2 separate regions of the Mus musculus genome follow, and region 2 is linked to region 1. A link is a contact called in public HiChIP or PLAC-seq data. All regions are on one chromosome and are shown on one strand. The core of a region is the stretch at or near the end of the contact, and the rest is flanking DNA. Distances in the headings are between cores, read along the strand shown.

Region 1 (5,182 bases), core at 819-3,318:
ATCTTTAAAGATTTAGCTGAGAAAGTTTGGATGTAATTCCTGCTTTATGTACTTCTTTTCCTATTTCCCTTCGAAATGCACAGTAAGCAGTAGACATACCCGGGGTAAGAATCACCCTTTGCTGCACTCCTAAATCGAGGCATCAAGATATTAAATGGAGCAAAGCTTTTTTTGTGTTTTTCACTCAAAGTATCAACTTTCTGATACATCCCTGGGTATGGTGTCACATCCTGTAATCACAAAAAGATTAGTGGATTAAATACAGATATCTTTCATAAGATATAATCTATATCTTGATAAGATATAATTTAACACAAATCACTTAAGGTAAACAAAACAGAGTCATTTTTATCCTGTTTATAAGTCATCTACATACAGGTTAGTGTGTCAAAGATGTAGAAATAGGGCCTTGTAGGCAAAAACCTAGTATGGGGCTGGGGAAGTTGTATAATGACATACAACACACAGAAATAAACTTAGTATGGGTAAGGAACCAATGTTAGTTGGTACAGTCTACCACTGGGAGAATTTTATAGTTAGTATCTCCAGTCCTTGACTGTCTATGTGGAAAACCACTAATAAGAGAGTAGGAACTTATGCAGCCCGGTTAGAGCTCAGTGAAAGCACATTTGCCTGGTGCAGTCTAGGCTCAGAACTACATCAGAAAAAGAAAGATAAGATTTCCCCCCACATAATTAGACTTGAAATCTAGCCAGACACATATACCACAAAGTAAAAAAGTTGGAATTTATCCTTTAACTGACAAGATAACGTGATGTATGTAGGTTCTCAATTTCAACTTTTGGTTATTAAAACCTTGCTTTGGATCCATTTCTTTAGTGAAGGGCTTTTCTCCCTGCTTCCCAATCATCTACCTGTGTTAATGTCTCAACATAAATTTATGTTGCCACATGATCCACCCAGAACAATCCCAGAACATTACCTTGCTGATTGGCTTAAACCTCACAGCTGTCCTGGCTCCAATAGCATAGCCTTTCGTACTGGTTGGGACTTTCGATAGATTATATGCCAAACCATTCCACTTCCAGTGGAAGGAAGAGAACGAAGGCGGGGTGGGGTGGGGGGTGGGGTGGGCGTGGGGTTGGGGTGGTGGTGGTGCGGTGGTGGGGTGGGGTGGAGAAAGAAGAAAAGCATCAGAATTAGTAACACAATCCTAGAACGGCCTTCAAAGTGGAGTGAATACAGAATGTGTAAACTTCTCTGCAAGACATGGCCTTCCCCCACCTTGTCTTGGTTCTTTTATAGTCAAAAGCATAGAGTTCAACAAATGACACAAGTGACTTTGCAAAGAGGTGTGGCTGGACAGACAAACACATGAATTTCTGTGTATCCCAATGGCTTCAGTCTTTAGAGCTGTCAACAACTGAATTTACTTTTATGGAAGAGTCAGCCTGAAGATTGTACTGACTGACAGCTCAAGAGGGCGCTGGAAGTGAAGACAGGGAAGGGATTATATGAAGACAAGCTTGCGTTTAGTGGGGGATGGAAAGTGGCGAACTATCGTAGTTTACACATAGGCTCTACAGCTTGTCTCATATTGGGACCCAGAAATTAAAGTTACACATAGAGCAGTTTTTCTCCCAGAACACCTATGCATCCTGCTGTAGACAGGAAACTGAGTCCCACCCAAGGGGAAGTGAATACTTACATCTGTTGCTGCTGCATAACACCCAGGGCCTGTGTGGGGCATTCCCCTAAGAGGGAGATACAGGTTCCCCAGCCAGGTTGGGGGATGGTAGTGAGGAAAGAGTTTCCTCGCTTGACGTGTTCCAAAGGAGTAATTATTCACCTTCCCTAAAGATCAAGAGAAGAAACTCCAGGTGAGCACGTGGGTGGAGGGAAGCATGGGGCAAGGGGACCGTGCTGCCAACTCTTACATTGTAAAGCAGGTGTAACTCCACGGAGCGGAGGAGCAACCGGTATTTCCTCCGTGTTCATCTCTCCTGCTCTTCTTACCCTTCTTCTGCTGTCTGCTCTGTAAATCTCTGCTACTCTCCTTACCTATTCTGCTGAAGCACATCCTGCAGGGTGCTAGGATTAGCTCTGTGTACTACGTTGCCAAGGGAACGGAACCGCGGAGAGCTCTGAGCGCGCCTGCGCAGCAGGTTGCTCAGGACACAGGTCAAGTTACATCTAAGCTTTGAGGCTCTTAACTCTAGAGGGTGGCACCAGCTAGGCACCAGGTGGAAGGGCTACATGGGTGAGTGTGTGGAAAACTTCTTTGGAAAAGTCCACGAAGAATACACTGCTGTAAAGGTAGGTCTATGGGGCTCAGATCACCCTAGGTCTGGACTCCGGGGACCAGAAAAGGAGAAAACTCTGTGCTGACAAGTGAGGAAGATTGTGCCTCTGAACGATGCCTGGAGCAGAGGACTGTGGGGCAGGTGGGTGTTGAGATTGCGCTGACAGCAAGGACCCCATCAGGTCCATTTTAGATCCGTTTTTCTTTTTCCTCAAGTCTGAGATCGTGTGTGTGTGTGTGTGTGTGTGTGTGTGTGTGTGTGTGTGTGTGTGTGTAGGGGTGCAGGGGTAGGAGAGCGCAGGAACGTGTGGGTAGGAGGCTTTCAAAAGCTAATGGCTCTCAGTGGAACACTAAGAGTGCATTTGCATTGTTGAAGAGCTTAATAATTTAACATTTTTGTAAGTCTCAGTATCCTCATAATTCTACTGACAGGTTTGCTGAGTGTTTTAAGGCTGTGGAAGCAAAACCACACAGTGTGTACTTCCTAGCAGTTGTCAACGTAAAAGGTTTTCATCACATAGATAACAGCCAACTAACCTTTGAGCTTTTTCATACTACTGAGAGAAAGAACATCAGAATGTTTGTTATTAAACTTTGTCCTGTGCAGAAACAAGAACTTTTCTCCCCTGTGTTTTAGGGTAGCTTTACGACTTGTCCAGGTATAGGAGGTAACAAGACACACTGTCTGGCCCATGCTGCTGTGTGTCTTCCTTCCTCCCTCCCTCCCTCCCTCCCTCCCTCCCTCCCTCCCTCCCTTCCTCCCTCCCCCCCCCTCTCTCCTTCCTTCCTTAGATTATTTTTTAGATTTTTTTATTAGATATTTTCTTTATTTACATCTAACCCTTTACTAGTTTTCCCTCTGAAAATCCCCTATCCCTTCCCTCCTCCCCTGCTCCCCAATCTACTCACTCCCATTCCTGGCCCTGGCATTCCCCTATACTGGGGTATAGAACCTTCACAGGACCAAAGGCCTCTCCTCCTATTGATGGCCAACTGGTCCATTCTCTGCTACATATGCAGCTAGAGCCACGAGTCCCACCATGTGTTTTCTTTGGTTGGTGGTTTAGTCCCTGGGAGCTCTGGGGGTACTGGTTGGTTCATATTGTTGTTCCTCCTATGGGACTGCAAACCCCTTCAGCTCCTTGGGTCCTTGATCTAGCTCCTTCATTGGGGACCCTGTGCTCCTTGAGCATGACTGTGAGCATCCGCTAAGATTTTTTTTATTAGATATTTTCTTTATTTGCATTTCAAATGTTACCCCCTTTCCTGGTTTCTCCTCCAAAACCCCCCTATCCCCTCCCCTCTCCCCCTGCTCCCCAACCCAGCCACACCTGCTTCCTGGCCCTGGCATTCCCCTACACTGGGGCATAGAGCCTTCACAGGACCAAGGGAGGACCATCTCTTCCCATGATGACCGACTAGGCCATCCTCTGCTATGTACACAGCTGGAGCCCTGAGTCCCACCATGTGTACTCTTTGGTTGGTGGTTTAGTCCCAGAGAACTCTGGGTGTACTGGTTGGTTCATATTGTTGTTCTTCCCATGGGGCTGCTAATCCCTTCAGCTCCTTAGGTCCTTTCTTTAGCTCTTTTGTGGGGACCCTGTGCTCAAAGCAATGGATGGCTGTGAGCATCCATCTCTGTATTTGTCAGGCACTGGCAGAGCCTTTCAGGAGACAGCTATAACAGGCTTCTGTCAGCAAGCACTTGTTGACATCCACAACAGCGTCTGGGTTTGGTGACTGTATATGTGATTTATCCCCAGGTGTGGCAGTCTCTGGATGGTCATTCCTTCAGTTTGCTCCACTCTTTGCCTCTGTAACTTCTTCCATGGGTATTTTGTTCCCTCTTTAAGAAGGATAAAAGTATCCACACTTCGGTCTTCCTTCTTCTTGAGTTTCATGTGGTTTGTTGTTGGGAGCCGCCCCCACATTCGCCGTCACAAGATGGCGCTGACATCCTGTGTTCTAAGTGGTAAACAAATAATCTGCGCATGAGCCAAGGGTATTTTATGACTACTTGTACTCTACCTTTCCCGTGAACGTCAGCTCGGCCATGGGCTGCAGCCAATCGGGGAGTGATGCGTCCTAGGAAATATAACTCTCCTAAAGAGGGAAGGGTTTTCGGTTTTCATTATTGAAGGGGCTTTCGTTTTTGGGGCTGGGCGCTGGGCGCTTGCCCTCCTGGCTCCCAAAGATGTAAGCAATAAAGTTTTGCCGCAGAAGATTCTGGTTTGTTGCGTCTTTCCTGGCCGGTCGTGAGAACGCGTCTAATAACAGTTTGTGAATTGTATCTTGGGTATTCTGAACTTCAGGGCTATTATCAGTGAGTGAGTACCATGTGTGTTCTTTTGTGACTGGGTTACCTCAGTCAGGATGATATCCTCGAGATTCATCTATTTGCCTAAGAATTTAATAAATTCATTGTTTTTAATAGCTGAGCAGTACTCCATTGTGTAAATGTACCACACTATCTGTATCCATTCCTCCGTTGAGGGACATCTGGGTTCTTTCCAGCTTCTTGCTATTATAAATAAGGCTGTAATAAACATAGTGGAGCATGTGTCCTTATTACACGTTGGAACATCTTCTGGGTATATACCCAGGTGTGGTATTGCGGGATCTTCTGGTAGAACTATGTCCAATTTTCCTGAGGAACCGCCAAAATGATTTCCAGAGTGGTAGTACCAGGCAGGTAGATAAGTACCGTACAGTTTTTATCACAATTGCTCTGTAGTACAGCTTGAGGTCAGGGTTGGTGATTCCACCAGAAGTTCTTATATTGTTGAGAATAGTTTTTGCTATCTTTGGTTTTTTGTTATTCCAGATGAATTTGAAAATTGCCTTTTCTAACTCTGCAAAGAATTGAGTTGGAGTATTGATGAGGATTGCATTTGAGTATGTAAATTGCTTTTGTCAAGA
Region 2 (5,182 bases), core at 1,620-4,119, 250 kb after region 1:
GCCATAATGCTTTAGTTGGAAATTTTTTCTTATGTTCAAGTTAATGCAAGTTCAGAGCAGCCTTGGGTAGGCTGGTGCGAAATCTCCTTTGTTTCACAAACCATGACTGAGGAACTTCCCATGATCTCCAACCTTTCCTCTCCTTGTCTTCAGGGAAGATTCCTTAAGATTCAGAGGCAATATCTTTTAATACTTAGGTTTTGAATTATACTAGAAAATTGTGGTCTAGAAAATCTAAGAAGGAAAAATTGATTTGCTTCAAAATTTTATTTTCAAAAGCTTCCAGGAGATATCAATTGGCTAAGACCTCACCTTAAACTCACCACAAGAGAACTTAAGCCTTTGTCAGGTACTATTAAGTGAGACACAAATTAGTTGGCAAAGAACACAAATAAACTTGCAGAAAGTAAAGAAAGCTTTTATAGTTGTTATCAATTATAATCAATGGTAATTAAATCTTAGCTGCCTATTTTAGTTATTGGTTATTAAATGTGCCCGCAACAATTCTTTGGCAAGGAAAAACATTATTTTAAAGTCATTCTTCTCATCCTCCCAGCCGATCGTTGGCCCATGTGGGGCCAGCTAGCTGCTGGCTGCTGTGGGGCGGGGTCTTGGGGCACACAGGACCATGGAGCCACAACAAGGCTGAGGTGGCTTTCACCTCAAAATACAGTTTCAATATCCTATTAGGACCACTGTGGTACTAGTAAAGAATTGCAAAGTATATTCGTGTATTTTTAGAAAACCTATAACAAAAATTGTGTCTTAAAAACCTGACTAAGTGTCTGTTCCTTGCTCAATACAGCAATTAATTTGGTTATTACAGAATATTAATAATTGACCTATTACATACCATCATTTTAAATAAGATTGACAATCAATATCCCAAAGATAAGTTAAAAACTGTTTTTATGCATTCTTTTGTATCTTCTATAAATTCATGCATGCATACATCTTAATTATTGTGTTTAAAAACAACCCCTCTATGAGAAATAAGAAGATGTGAATTAGATCACATGCTTATTCTTTGAGTTTCCTTTGTTTCAGCACAGATAATCTAGTTGTGTGCTATAGATGTTGTTTTAAAATGCTGAACAATCAAACCTTAATTTGTATAGTAATAGCCAATGTTATATCTCAGAGCTCACAATTGCTTAAGATTGTTTGTCTGTCAGATGCTATTAATTCTCAAATTTGCAATTGCTTATGCATATAAGCATATAAGCATCTATATAACTCATAGATAAAATGCTGTCCTTTTAAGAAGGTGGTTTTTAGACATTTAATAAATTGTTCTGGATTGCCTGGACATCTTAAAACTATGCCATGCTGGATTTATATCTCAGGCAGTCTATAGTTCGTACATATAAGATAGATTAGATATGTAATCTCATTGTTTGTATATTCAAAACAGTTATGGTTTAAGATAATATTTTAATAATCTTAGAAATTGTGCATGTCAATTTCTGCCATATGCGTCCTCAGTTACTACGTGTTTCCACATAATAGTGTTAGTTCTTGAGGACTTATACTTAATAAATTGCTGCAAATAAATACTCTTATTTCTAGTTAATAAATAAATAAATTATGCACATGTGACTATTAATAACTTTTCAAGCTTTCTAGTTACAACCGCTCATTAAGAGAAACAATTGAAAGTGCAATTAGTCACTGCCCTTGTTACATGAATACAGTCAAGTATTTGAGATGTTTTGTCAACAAGTTATTAATTTTAAAGACAAGATATTGTGAAATTTTAAAGCTTTAACTTCTTAAAAGACAAAGAAGGGGGAAACTATATCCCCATGCATATTATTTAGTGCATTCCCGTGCACACTATTTAAATAATACTTTTATTTTAGAATTTTGAAATTTAGATATCAAAGAATTTAATAATGCTTTATAATATCTTAAAAGGACCTACTTATTGGAATATGGTTTGATCCTAAACAGCTACCTTATTAGGGAAGGGAAAAACATAGGCTCTCTCCACAGAATGCTGCAAAAGCATGATGGTTAATTCGTGTGACAGGCTGGCAGGTGAGTTGACTCAGTGCCCTGATTAAAGTGACAAGGAAGCTAAATTGGGTACATGTCTTTGACCCATCCTTGCTTGCCGTTTCTCCAGTTTGGACTAGCTTCAAGCCTTTTAACTTTATGGCAAAAAGAACATCAGAGACTGTATATTCTGACTTAGTAAGATTAGTCATTTAATAGAGTCATAATGATTTTTCTCTTTTCTTCAATGTGACCAGTTATTCTAACTCAATTTTGGACTGGTCTAATATTAAGTCCAATATTAAAGATTACTATTGTAGATAGCTAAAATTCTTAATTACCTAGCAAAGTTAATTCAGAGCACAGCCCCCACTTCCAGAGAGTCTTTGGCTTTTTAAGACAAAACAGGGGCAGTTATATCCCCCAAAGTCACCAAAGGCACATCTTGCCTTTGCTTTATTTGTTCTAAATTTTTTGCAAACTGATATTAAAGGTCAGTCTGCAGCAGATCGCCACTGGATCCAGTTACTTCTAATTTTTATGCCATGGTAAAATGGAGGGCTCTTCTAACTAATGATTGGAAGGCTCCAGATACGGTTCTAATCTGGGGAAAGGGTTCAGACTGTGTTTTTTCATAAGAAAATGGCACGTGATGGCTGCCTGAAAGATTAATTCATCAACTGGACACAGATCCTGAATCTTCTAGTATTACTCTGATGAGGGCTAAAAATCCTCTTTAGCCTAGAAGTCAGTTGGGAGCACAGGCTCCCAGAGTAGCTGCTTTTTTCCTGCAATTTTCAGAGGCAGCCAGCCCACTAGGAGGCCGGAGACTGAGCTTGAGCCTTGCTAATTTGCAACTGAATAAAGTACCTAGACTTCTCCAAAAGAAGCTTTGTATTGTCACTTTTCATTGTCTGTATTGTGTCTTTCAAGCAGGTCAATCAACACCCTTCAGCCTGACTGCAGCAGGCGTGCATCCCCACCCCCAAGAGCATGCAGGTGGCAGCTACTAATTTTCATTCTAAAGGCATTCCAGCACATATTGTGGCTTTTGGTCTGATTTGGGATCACGGTTTGCTATTAGGGCTAGAAAGGTGGAAATTTCAGATATTAGAAGAATGTTGTTTTTATTCTGATAAGACGGGCTTAGTCCCTTAGCTGGTCTCCAGTTTTCCACCCTTGCTGCTATTGCAAGGTCCCCTTGGTTCCTCAGGCTGTAGAGATATTAGGGGTGAGGAGGGTGACCTCAAGCTCCTAATATAGCCTAAGAGCCACAAATTGTTGTGTTACAAGTGGCATAAATCTTGTAGAGGCCTCGCTGAATCTGAGGTTGACAATTCTCCCTTGGGAGCTGCACAGTACTCAGAACTGTGCATGCTGGTTCGTGATAATACGAATACAGTATGGGGACCAGCGTGGGTCCAAGGCTAAGCACTGCAGGGGAAGGTCCAACTTGACCATTTCTGAGTTCCCTGAGAGACACACCCGGTTTGGATGGAGGTTGGTATCTAGTTCCAGTTACAACCAAAAGTATCTTTCTAAGGCTCTGTCTCCCCTCCCCAAAAGATATCAAGAGCCATGATTGTGGGTCGTGACAGCACCCACAGGAGGAGTCAGGTCAATGCTCCTCCAGCCATGGTTAAAGCCCACTCATCTAAGGATGAAAAGATCATTTGATCACCTCAATTAAGTGTGGCCTTATTAAGTGTAATTCAAAGAGGGGAGAGAGGTTGGAGACCATACCGTGAAAAGGTAAGCCCTTCACAGCCTCCCACCCTAACAAGTTAAATGGCCTTGTGCTAAGGAGCCAGTTGTCACCCCTCCTCTTTGTTCCCTGCCTGTCACCCAAGGCTGTTAAGGAGGATCCACGTACTCTCCTTTAGTGTTATCTTACTATACTGCTTTTTAAAATTGAATCATGATACAGTTAAGTCTTCGCCAGAGTTCCAATGTCCTAGTAAGACCGTGAAGCTGACAACTTGGAATTCAGTAGAAATTCAGCAAGGAAGTTACCTATTCAGTAACAAAATTAACATTACAAAGGATGGAGCCAACAGCTCAGAGCTAGTCTGCAAAATGTTTACTAGGACAGAAAGGACAGTCTTAACCAAATGAGGGTTTACCATGAGAAAAGTTAGGAAATTCCACTGAGACAGGTTTCTTCATTAGGTCCTAAGAATTCAGGCAAGACTATAGAGCATAAATAAATAAATAAATAAATAAATAAATAAATAAATTTTATGCCTCAGCCCAGCCTCTCTTTTATATTAACAACAGGGAGGAGATGTAACCTCCCCCCCTCAGCCTGAAATCTGGCTGATCAGGTTTGACTGTTAGCACCAGGAGAGCATCTGGGGTGGAGCCTGCCACCCTATCATTCTGCCACTCCCACTGCTACTGCCTTCTGCCTAGCTGTTCCAGAGCCAACACGTGGTCACCTGCAACTGGACTCCAAGGATGATTTGGTGGGAATGGGTCCCTCCCCCTTCTTCATAACCCCCGTGTCTCTGAATAGTAAAATTGAACCTTGATCAGACTAATGTCTTGGTTCCAACCTTTCTCACGCCACCTAGTTCCCTCTTTTCTTCCAGATTCCAAAATGCCTTTCAGGCTCAAACCCGGACATGTGGGCCGCTGGCTGGCCTCAACAGTAAGGTACACAAGCTTTCAGGAGAGTTGGCCTGAATGGCCAAAAACAGTGTATCTGACGAAATCTTGTCAAATACACTGTAGCAGTCCCTCTGCCTCATGAGTCATCATTTTTAGTTTTCCCCAAGTTGACACCAGGTCGGCTCTCCTTGTTGTAGTCCATGGTGGAGATACGAAGTTTTTTCATCTAGTTTGCAAGTGGCTGCTCTCCCTGACTCCTCTTTCTTGGTGTGCTCAACACAGCTTTCTTGTCACCACTGTCAGGGCACTCAGGAACTCACAGGTCAGGCTGTCATACGAATCATTCTGGAAGCTAGCATGCTTCTGTAGCATTCTGTGGAAAAAACAGAAACATCCTCTCTCTCTCCCATATTAACTTTCTGTTCAGGATCATGCCATGTGTTAATAAGTGGATCTTTTTCATCTCACCTAGACATGATTATGTCTAGTTTAGGATACTATGAGGCATTTATTAAGTTCTTTCACATCCAAATTTCAAAATTCTTAAAAATAAAAGTAATAAAATAAATAATGT

The links. HiChIP or PLAC-seq counts read pairs in DNA pulled down with a chosen protein or histone mark.
Region 2: a contact with region 1 is called in an H3K27ac HiChIP or PLAC-seq map of epiblast stem cells. The contact joins the enhancer-like site here to the promoter of Pifo in region 1. A contact is called at or near these places in 1 of 484 Hi-C or Micro-C datasets (embryonic stem cells) and 1 of 115 datasets of contacts at active chromatin or transcription factors (epiblast stem cells).

What each region holds. Positions count from the first base shown.
Region 1 is chr3:105,999,429-106,004,610 of GRCm38.p6, forward strand. Pifo (primary cilia formation) reads right to left here and starts at 2,069. Exons shown (of 6, transcript NM_029604.3): 1 at 1,899-2,069; 2 at 1,670-1,815; 3 at 944-1,042; 4 at 100-230. The coding sequence starts at 1,959.
Region 2 is chr3:106,248,347-106,253,528 of GRCm38.p6, forward strand. No RefSeq gene overlaps it. Among named protein-coding and RNA genes, the nearest start is that of Chil4, 31 kb to the left of the region's middle. Within about 2 kb of position 2,870, at least 4 of the 459 cell types and tissues checked have an H3K27ac peak or open chromatin away from gene starts, as enhancers often do. A contact at or near this core is called in epiblast stem cells, where this site is marked.